Linked DNA regions of Lactuca sativa: region 1 is linked to region 2. The links are chromatin contacts, called in public Hi-C maps. All regions are on one chromosome and are shown on one strand. The core of a region is the stretch at or near the end of the contact, and the rest is flanking DNA. Distances in the headings are between cores, read along the strand shown.

Region 1 (5,681 bases), core at 2,914-5,413, 130 kb after region 2:
ATTTAGGCGCATGTTGCATTTGGTACGTTATTGGGAGCGGATGAGCTTTTATTTATAGTAGTTTTTGTGGGGTTGAATTGGACCAATCCGATCAACATGTTCACCATGAGTTGACTTTGTGGATAAACAAAATTAATCTTCTAGAAGTTGCCAGAAACTTGATAAACTCTAGGTTTAGAATCATATTAGATTCCAGATGATGTCACCAAATCTTATGGTTTATCATTTATTCGAAGAGTAAATTACACGAATGGTCCTTATGGTTTAGGGTCATTTGCGCGTTTGGTCCCTAATTTATTTTTTTAACTCGGAAGGTCCCTACTGTTTGTTCTTGTTACACGTTTGGTCCCTGTCTTACCTAAAAAACTATTTTGCCCTTGATTTTTTAAAATATTTAAATAAACACACCCCAACCCCAACCCCCATTACCTTACCTTACCTATCCTACCATTTTTTCCTATTTAAATAATAGTTTTTTTAGATAAGATAGGGACCAATCGCGTAACAAAAACAAAAAGTAGGGACCAAGCGCGTAACAAAAAAAACAATAGGGACTTTCCGAGTTAAAAAAATAAGTTAGGGACCAAGCGCGCAAATTACCCCAAACCATAGGGACCATTCGTGTAGTTTACTCTTATTCGAATTAGCACATGACACATGACAGCCAGTGGGAGGTCAGTCATTGTCATCAAATTCGATTTTGGTGATAGGGTTTTCAAATTAGTATAAATAGGATCTCTCAGGTCTCATTTATTCCACACCCTCAAAACGAGATCCCTCTCCGCTCTCTTCTCTTTCCTTTGTGACAACTTTTCTTCAAATTTCCAAGTATTCGCTTTACATGTATTGGGTCATTCATTTGGTGATCTTCAAGTTTTTGTTCATGACTATTAGCAATTTTTTTTTTTACAAACGTAGTTTAATATGAATCTAGATCTAGACTTCAAGTTTTTGTGCTTAAAACCCAAAGTGACCATCTGTTTTGGATTATCCCTGAATTATAATTTAATACAGCTCGGACATTAATCGTGTCGAACAATATTTTAAGCATAGTGAACAAACACGATCCAAAAAGATATCTAGGTTTTATTTTAATTATCAACGTCCTCTTTTGCAGCCCCCAATTCTAACATATTTAACCAAATTTTGATAATTTCTTACAATGACAGGATCAAACCTAATCCTTATGGAATTCTGGTATTGTCACATATAGATCAAAGGAAATGGTAAAACCGAACAACCTAACAAATTTTCGGTGCAAAATTTCTAATGAATTACTTTAATTACATTTCCTTTTTGCAACGCCAAAAATATAATAACAAAGAAAGACGTTATTGGTACCAAATTTTTGTGAACCAATTGAGATATCAACTTGTCATGATCAATGCACAACTGCCCATTTCTTAATATGCATACTTGCTCTCTGTGCCTGCCAGATTTCACCACAAAGTTACGTTTAAAATAAGATTTCTTATAATTGTACCGAGTTAATTTGAACAAAAATTCTACGGTCAGATTTAACTTACCTCCTTTTCCCAATCACAACGGCTTGTAATAATAGCCAATACAACCGTTTGAAACGCGGTTCCTCCGAAAATCATTCCAGCCCAAATACCCTAAAACCACATGTACAAATGTTGGATTTTGCACACACAAAAAAAAAAAAAGCAAATAAGGTCACAAATGACATGACATGAAGACATATTGTACATTATACTCTCAATGAAACTAATATCAACAGGACAAAAGGACCGATCCTCTTTAGAAAATGACCCTATAATCAAGCCTATCTAGTCATGTCATGTGACATCTAGGCGAGTCCAATAAATTTCAGTCACTTGTAAGAGAAGAACTTGTACCATGACACCGAGATGGAAAAGCCATCCCATGGCAAGTCCCATCGGGACTCCTATCAAATAGTAGCAACCTAAGTTAATGTACGCTACATATGACTGCCATCCGGAACCAACAGCAACACCTATATATCAGATTACATAGTTTGTGCATTAGTGATTGTAGAGCTTTGAAAAACCGAGAGAATATTGATTTAAAATGAGGAGGTGTTTACCTGAAAGAACGGGTTGAATACTGTTGAGAAGAATGGTGAAAGCCAAGAGAAGTGAAAGCTTGCTTACAGCATCCAACACAGGTTCACTGTTGGTGAATATTAACGCTAGCTCGTTGTGGAATAACATGATCAAGAGCCAAAAGAAGAGGCCTATCACTGCAGATGTGGTAACTGCAACTATGGTAGCGAATCTAGCACCTTTCCCGTTTCCTGCTCCTAACTCGTTTGCAACCCTAACTCTGTTCATATAAAGTATTAATAATTACATGTAATTAGATACATTTTCAGACATGGCAAAATGAAAAAATGAATCTAAATGTTAACAAACATACCCCGTTCCAGCAAAGAATCCAAGAGGGATCATGAGTTCGAAGCCATTAATAGACATGCTACACAATAAAAACATATAAACATTTATTAATTTTGACTGATCTTTAATTTAAACTTATGTATATGATACATTAATACCTTTTAAAATTATATATATCATGGGTCCACATAAAAACAGTCCGAATATGGTATATGTCAAGTAGGATTTTTCATCGTCCGCGTTACTTATTAATATATTCTATTTTTTTCCAAAAAAAACTCTTTACACATAAAAAATAATTAGAAAAAAAACAAAAAACGTGATGTAATCACTGACCAAAACAACGATAATTGTAATATGTGGACATACAAGAAAGACAGTTTAGGTCACAAAAGGCTAAAAGACAAGATATAAAGAAATGAAAACCAAAAACAAAACGACCACACAAAAGATACAAATAAAGAAATTTAGACCACGAGAATTATTAATTTATTACCATATAGACAAAGCATCCACAGCAATTTTTGCGTTTTCAAGGTTCCCAGTCATCACGATCAGTATTCTGTAGTACCAGTTCTCCAAACTGCAATTTTCGAAAAAAGACATTCGTGTTAAATAAATGAAGCTTCATGAGTCTTATCGTACGAAGGTACTAGATTCTTTTCGAATCTTTTGATACGGCTGCAAGAAAGATACGATAGTTACAGAATGTCAATCCAAGCACCGGAAACTGAGATAATTACCACAACATGACGCCGGAGGCGGCGGAGAGTTTGACAAATGACCACAGTCCAGTAAAGGCTTCCATGGAAAACCCACCCCAGGTCTCCGGGCAACCACCGAATACCGAGAAACAGAACAACCCTATAACGATCAGCCACCATGAGAAGTTCAGAGTCACCACCGTTCCAACCAGTCCCAGCTGAAGTTTGTACACAACCAGCCAACTCATCACCGAATGAACCACCAGCGCACCGAGTGACACCCACGCAATCACATACGTCTTAAGCTGACTCTGAAGAAATCTTTGTAATGGGAACTGAAAGCAAAGGCTGAAATGGAGTGGTATCAAACTCATAGACACCTTACCGGAGAGCTCCGATATGTCTGCCGGTTGTCCGAGCAGTTTCAGCACCGGTGAAGCGAAGATGTACAACGGTAGAAGTAGAATACAACATAAGAAGAGTACAATCCATGAGCGTTGTAGATACACTCCTAACATTCGATAGTTTTTCGCTCCATATGCTTGTCCACATAACGTCTCTAAAGCACTCGCCATCCCCAACTAAATCCCACATGAAAATGTTTAGAATCTCAGAGAAATCAACAGAAATCAAAATTTCGAAAAGAGTAAAGATATTACCAAAAGACCGAAGTCGAAGCCGACAATGACACTGGTGGCAATGGAGATGGCGGCGAGCTCAAGATCGCCAAGATGACCGGCGAAGGCTTGGGTGATGACAAACATGGAGTAGGAGGCTATGCGGCTGAAGATGGCGGGGCCGACTATGTGCCATAGCTTCTTGGATTCAATCAAGAACCGGTGTCGAAATGAGAGATCGAGGTCTTGCTGGTCTGAAGTTTTTGAAACCAAGTCGACGTTTGAAGATGTATGATCCAACAAGGGTACAAGTGTTGGCTCCTCGACTCGACTACCAGTGCCTTTGATGCCCGCCATTTTTCTCGATTATCCTCCCTTTTTCTCTAATTTATTACTTGAATTCCTCTGTCACATGTGAGAGAGAGAGGGGTGTGTATATAGAAGACTTCATGCGTTGGACCTGGGTATTTAACTCATATTTTCTTTTTATGATAGTGTAGACGTGCTCAACTTTTGTACCTAGTAACCTAGAATAGACAAAGATAATATTATACTTGACTAGGTTTATATATACCGTTATATAGTTTATAATGCTGGAAACTATGGTTATAAAATTAATTAAATTTTATCAGTGATCTCAAAATTATTAATCAATTATTTTAAATAAATTATTAATTAACTGATATTTTTTTAGTTATATAAAATTTAATCGTTAATTTAAATAAATATATGAAATTTTATCACCTTATAATTTATATTAATTTTATTTTAATTTTTATTCTAATGTTATTAATTTAATGTAATTAGAGTAGGAAATTTAAATTTTAAAATTTGAAATTAAAAATTAGTAAGTTGACAAGTAACATACATTAATTAGAAGGTATAATACGATGATACATGTCATAAAAAGAATAAAATCTACATTAATTATGAGGTTTAATATGATAACACATGTCAAAAAGAGATTAAAATATTCTTTTATTAGAATAGGGATATATATATATATATATATATATATATATATATATATATATATATATATATATATATATATATATACTAGGTGTGAGACCCATGTATTACATGAGTTTATTTAAAAAAATAATAAATATGAAATTTTAACAATTTGAAAATTTTGAATTTGTAAGAAAAATGAGAATTTTTTTGAATAATTAAAATTAATGAGGCTTTAATATATTGAATACATTACATATATACACCATTTTTAATAAATACCTTCTATGTATATTACCTTACATATTAAATGTGGAATTTTAATTTAATAAAATGAAAAATACAATAAAATGACAAATGGAAAATAGAAAATTTAAAAATTCTACAAAATATCATGTGTCCAAATGAATGAAAAGATGACATGTGGCAAAAAAAACCTTCATTTATTAGAGTATATATATATATATATATATATATATATATATATATATATATATATATATATATATATACGTTCATTTGAGACCATTTATATTTTGTGAGACATGAGGACCAAATATTAGCCTTTAATCAAAACTGATCTTGTGGCTAAAAAATAACCCAGATTAAGGTGTCTAATTAAATTCTTAGGGCAGTTTAGTCAATGTTATGATCATAATAACTAGTCATGTTTTATCTCCTATTCATCATTTAACGTAACAAGATGTCGTCTCATTCTTTTGATGATTTTATCAATCGTAACCAAATCGATCAAATCCTCCGCAGAAAGTTATCTCTTTCACCTGATGAAATCGAAACTAAAAGTATGATCTTCAAGAACTTCAAGTTTCGATTGTTAGTCTATTCATTAATTTTCATCAGTTCATCATCATCATCAAAACGATCATTAATTGATGTCGATTTCCAACAGTTTTCTAGCTTTGATTTTTTACAACCAAATCTGTTATTTCAGCAATTCATCATCTTAGATGTATTCTCAATTAGAGGCTTTGATTTTAGCTATTAATAATTTGTTTCAAGATATATTT
Region 2 (5,534 bases), core at 244-2,743:
ATATATGAATATGAGGCTTACTTGCAACATGAAAGCCACTACTAGAACTGTCATAATAAGAGTTGTTGTCTCAAAAAGTTGAAAATTTAGGTCCAAAGGACGCCCCATGATCCACCCAACAACCACACAAATGGAATCTGCAGTTACAAACACAAAAATTTTAAAATAAAAGTTAGTATTTGTTTAAATTATGCTGCTATTTCTTTAAATTAACCTTTCTTTTAATATACAGAGAAAAAAACACGTACAACAAACATATATATTTGTGTTGAGGAGCCAATCGCGACTCCTAAAGAGATATCCTGCAAAGATTGTAACTAAAAATATTTAAAAAACTAAATAAAATGAATTATGATTCACCCTCCCCTAGGAATAGTGAAATACATCAAACAAGGAATTAAATTGTATCTCGAATATGTCAAAAACATAGAATTTTTTTTAAAAAAAAATGAAGCAAACAAACAATCAAGCCTAAGTGGTATAAAAAGAAACCGAATTACTATGATGCATTTGTCAAATTCTTGATATTTTTAAGCAAACAGACTCACCCAAACTTGTTTTAAGCTTCAAAAATATTTCATCCCGACTCTTGTTTGAAACTTTACTAAGCCTATCCTGTAATGAGTGTCGAAGAGCACCTGTTGGTGGACAAAAAGAGCATTCAGATTCAATAATCATATATATATATATATATATATATATATATATATATATATATATAGAACCCTATTACTAAATGTGTGTGTATGTGTGTGTCGAATTGGCTTAAGCCCTTAAGTATGACATGAGGACTTACTTGCAGACACAGGTTGGGATTTTCTATCAATCTGCAATTCTGCATTACAATTGATTTGCTGCTTAAGTTACCATCCCTCTTTAATTCAATACATATAGGTGCACGAGTTGCACCACCTTCACCAGTTGGCTGCTCAACTTAATTTGAAAATTGAAATGACTTGTTTTGTTATCATAATGAATTAGAAAAAACATAAAGTGAATATATATGTCCAGATTGAATATGAAAATAAAGAAAAATGAAGGTCGTACCAGAGCAAGATGCCCAATCAAACTGTTCAAAACTGCTGATTTACCTGTACTCTGAACAATTGGTAGCCCATAATTAGAAATGAACTATTTAAGATCCATAAATTGGTAAACCTGAAAAAGCAAAAGGGTAGGCTAGCAAGATCAGATTGGCTCCATGATTAGCTAAACAGTAGACCCCTAGCAGTTGATGAGTGGAGCTTGATCTAGTAGAAAGCATAATGCAAATTAATACTTCGACATATGGCATTAAGCAACAGTAGATGAGTTTCTGCTGCAAGCAATAGTTTTGAATCACCTATATGCTAAATTGGAATCTAAGCAAAAATAGTTCCCAACTACATTTAGAAAAAGATCCATCAAAAATAGGGATCACAACAAAAACATATCGAGAGATCCACTGACTTAGTCAATCAACACAAAAGCAAGTAGTTGGATCAAAAGAGCGCATGTATGACAAACTTACGGTATTGCCAAGAGCAACAAAATTAAGAAATTTGGAAGGGTGTTTTGAAGAAGACGATGAATTTGCATCCCCAATGGCAAACACCTTCGTGGGGTTTGAAGAAAGGGCTGTTGACGCGCTCCGGGAAAGTAAATGCATCCCCAACGGTCCAACTCCGCCTATTTATTTCATCGGACCTTTGATCGTCGGTGGAAATCATGTGGATCCTAGCAAAAACGAGTGCTTAAAATGGTTGAATTCACAACCGAGTAAAAGTGTAGTGTTTTTATGCTCTGGGAGTCAGGGTGTGTTGAAGAAGGAGCAGTTGAAGGAAATAGCTATTGGTTTAGAGAAAAGTGAGCAAAGATTCTTGTGGGTGGTTCGAGATCCGCCACCAGATGACAAAAAAACCGACTCGAATTCCGGTGGTGATAAAGAAGTCGGTCTGGATGCGATTCTTCCTGACGGGTTTAAGGGCAGGATTGGGGATAAGGGGATGGTGGTGAAGAATTGGGCACCACAGCCGGCGATACTTAGTCATGAGTCCGTGGGTGGATTTGTGAGTCATTGTGGGTGGAACTCGGTGCTTGAAGCGGTGGTAGCTGGGGTGCCACTGGTGGCATGGCCATTGTATGCGGAACAAAAGATGAATCGAGTGTATTTGGTTGAGAGAATAGACACAAGAGAGACAGAGATATTGATTCAGGTACGATTGAGAGGTAAGAACATTTAATCATTTGAAGAAGAAGGAATTTGGATGGGCGAGGTGGGGACGAGGAAAACTTGTTTCCTGTGAGATCCAAAGCACAAAAGCCCTAGTTTTTCCAATTTTGGGATGGCGTGTTTTAACATGTGAGAACGTGGGTGAAGGCGGGGGGACCTAGGGCTTCTTGTTGGAGGTGCTGGAGGTGGGTGAAGGAAGAGGCCCTAGGGCTTCTTGTTGCTAATTCGAAGATCAACATCGATGGTAGAAGGTGGAGGCATCAGTAGAACGAACAAGGTAAAAAGAGAGGAGATCGAACCATTTGGTGTGAGGGTCGATTTGGAAGAAATCTCAAACCCTTAACCTTAATTTACCATCCATTTGTAATTTGGCTGAGGGGTGGAGGCAGTGGATGTGGATGAGGGGTGGAGACGAGGGAGAAGAAGATGGGGGTTTAAAAAATTTGGGGATTTCATTTTCCCTCGGACACGCGCGTTTCTTAAAAAAAATATAAAACGACATTCACAGATGAAGCACAAGTGCCTTCCGTGTTTTTAATATTTTTACATGAGACACTAATTTAAAGGCACTCAGTAATGCGCGACATAAATCCTTAAAATTTTTGAAGAGATGATACTTTTTTAATGTCACTCTCTAATGCGTAACATAAATTAAAGAGCGTCGTGTTTTGCGCGTCGTAAAAGGCTGTTTTTCTAGTAGTGCTAATAGTTGATTTTCTTCCTGACCCCTTATCGGTTGTCTCGCTCATTCCCATCTCAATTGATTATCTATACCATGATTAAATTGTACCTTTTTGCTAATCAAGCAATCTTTATTAGATTCCATAACATAGATATTAGGAAATCTCTCGTTCAAAGGGATATCACCATACCAAATATCTGTAACATCGTGATTTTTCATCTCGTTTTTATTTAAATCATCATTTAACATATTATAGCAACAAAAGTCTTAATTAGTTATTTATAAAATATCACCAACATTACTTACTTCAAAACGTTCAAAACCAATCCATCAAAACGTAATTTGTAAAAGTGTTTCCAAAAAAAATACCAAAACCAAATGTAACTGAAACATCACGACATGTCGAAACGGTATCATTGTTAAAAGTGACTACCCCAAAACTTACCCTAACCTCACCAAGCCAAAAAAATCAAGCTACATGTTTCAATGCAAGGTCCAAAACAAGCAAAGAAACAAGTATTTGCATCAGTATAGCGAGTCAATCTCAAATACATAGGTATAGGTATGGAAACATGCATATATATCATACAATACATTTAATCATAGAAGCACCCATACTACATATTCCTACCAAACAATCATGCTCCGTTTATTAACATATTATGAATATATTAATTATTGACATTTCACTATAGTAATTATGTATTTTACCATCGCTATAATTACTCCTATGTCCATCGCTAACATGGGTCTAAACTCTCCTACATTTTTCCCTTTTAAAAGACCTTGTTCGCTACTAACGTGACTAGGTCGACCCAATGCACATGGTGAGGCACGACTCTCACCCATAACATTGCCCCTTGATTCGTTGCGTTGACTACTCGTAACGCTGCATTTACAAGTACGATGCATTGTCGTTCGAGAGTGGTTTGCTTGGTATTTCTACACTTATACCCCTACCCAAATATGATGCCTAATATGGCTTCTACACGTACCAACATCACTTCAGTCCCTATGCAACGTTGTGTACGAGTACCATGTTTCAAAATGGTTATATAGAAAACCACTTGACTATGTTTTGGCTTAAGCTCTTGTCCAACGATATTGTTCTGTCGCAATATCCGAATAGGATACACATCTAAGTTTAGGTTTCTACCCCTTTTTACCTCCACTATGTATCCCCATTTTTAACAGTCTTTAATTAATTACTTCACTTACATGGGACATACACACACCTCAAAATTCATGTTATGTATTCATGCTTGTTATTAGTTTAATAATTCAAGTCATAATACACCACAATTCATACTACCAAAGCATGCCATAAAAATTTCCACATAACATCATACAAAAACATGTAACAAATTCAACTTTTGATGATATACTTTCTAACATGCATTTTTTAACCATACATAATATATCATAACTGATTTATATCATGCACCACTCTTCATTATCACAACAATTCCATTCCTCACTTGTATCATGAATTTAACCACTCAAAACATGCATAGACCCACATATTATGACATCTAACATATTAATCACCCTAGTTATATATTTCACATAAAATAAAATGAATTGTTGCTTATATTTTACACATAATTAGATTATATCATCACACATAAAATCTTAGACCAAAGACTTGTAACAATACATTTAAATCCCCAAAACTCATGTATTAAAACAACCATAAAGAAAGACTCTCCTCTAGTCCAATGAAGTGAGTTACGAAAACAACAACCAAAAAGAACCCTACAATTGATTGGAAAGGTCCAGATCAGAAATGACACCAAACGGCAAAATAGAAGTGGACCTATTTGTTAGGCGCACCGCGCCTGGGCTGAGCGTGCCACACTTTTACGTCATACAATTTCCGATATTAACGACCTTTGTTGTTCCAAATTGGTTGTGTGGTATTTTGGGTGAACTCACTAAGCTTTGACTTATAGTTGTTGATTCAAATGTTTTCAGGTACTTATCAGACGGCGAATGCGGGATTGTACACACATCAACGGTTTTATGATTTGAGATTCCACATTGATTTCATTTTAACTATGATTTTGAATTATGGTTTATGAACAAATGTGTTAACTTTAATGTAAACTTTATAAAAATGGGAGTTTACTGACCTTTGTTGTTCCAAATCGATTTCTGGCCAACCAAATGACAATTTCAACCAAAAGGGACTCACTTAAGATGTCTACGTCGACCTAAGGCTTGGTGCTAATCATTTGGATGTCCAAAACATGTTAAAACCCTTTGTTGAGTGCATGAACATGGACACCACCACAACAATCCGACATGAATTACAAGATTGGTAGAAAACAAATATGATTGAGTAGATTATACATCTGGAAATGTGATGAATTTATAGGAGAAGTAGAAATGAAGAAATATTGATCTCTACAAAGAATTATCTCCACTTGAAAGCACCAAAATCACTAACTTCTTGGATCTTCACAAAATCTTCAAGTATTGAAACCACACTTAAGAACTCACTTCAAAGGCACTTTGAGGCTACTAATTAAAGTTTGGTGGTTGCTAAATGATATGATTCCGGGATTTTAGGGTTTATCCTCTTTAAATACTTAATAACTTTCATTTTAGGCCATTTAAAGTTGAGGAAATGATCGTATG

What was found. Hi-C and Micro-C count contacts between places; a contact is called where the count stands out from the background.
Region 1: a Hi-C map of leaf shows a contact between it and region 2, with 2.6 times the contacts expected there. The contact joins the promoter of LOC111883351 here to the promoter of LOC111896617 in region 2. A contact is called at or near these places in 2 of 4 Hi-C or Micro-C datasets (both in leaf).

Annotation. Positions count from the first base shown.
Region 1 is chr2:153,887,175-153,892,855 of Lsat_Salinas_v11, forward strand. It overlaps LOC111883351 (protein DETOXIFICATION 27), which reads right to left and starts at 4,164. Exons shown (of 8, transcript XM_023879675.3): 1 at 3,742-4,164; 2 at 3,122-3,663; 3 at 2,875-2,961; 4 at 2,401-2,457; 5 at 2,069-2,307; 6 at 1,860-1,978; 7 at 1,527-1,616; 8 at 1,110-1,429. The coding sequence starts at 4,056. The coding sequence ends at 1,382.
Region 2 is chr2:153,757,555-153,763,088 of Lsat_Salinas_v11, forward strand. It overlaps LOC111896617 (UDP-glycosyltransferase 88B1), which reads left to right and starts at 1,494. Exons shown (of 1, transcript XM_023892594.2): 1 at 1,494-2,222. The coding sequence starts at 1,494. The coding sequence ends at 2,222.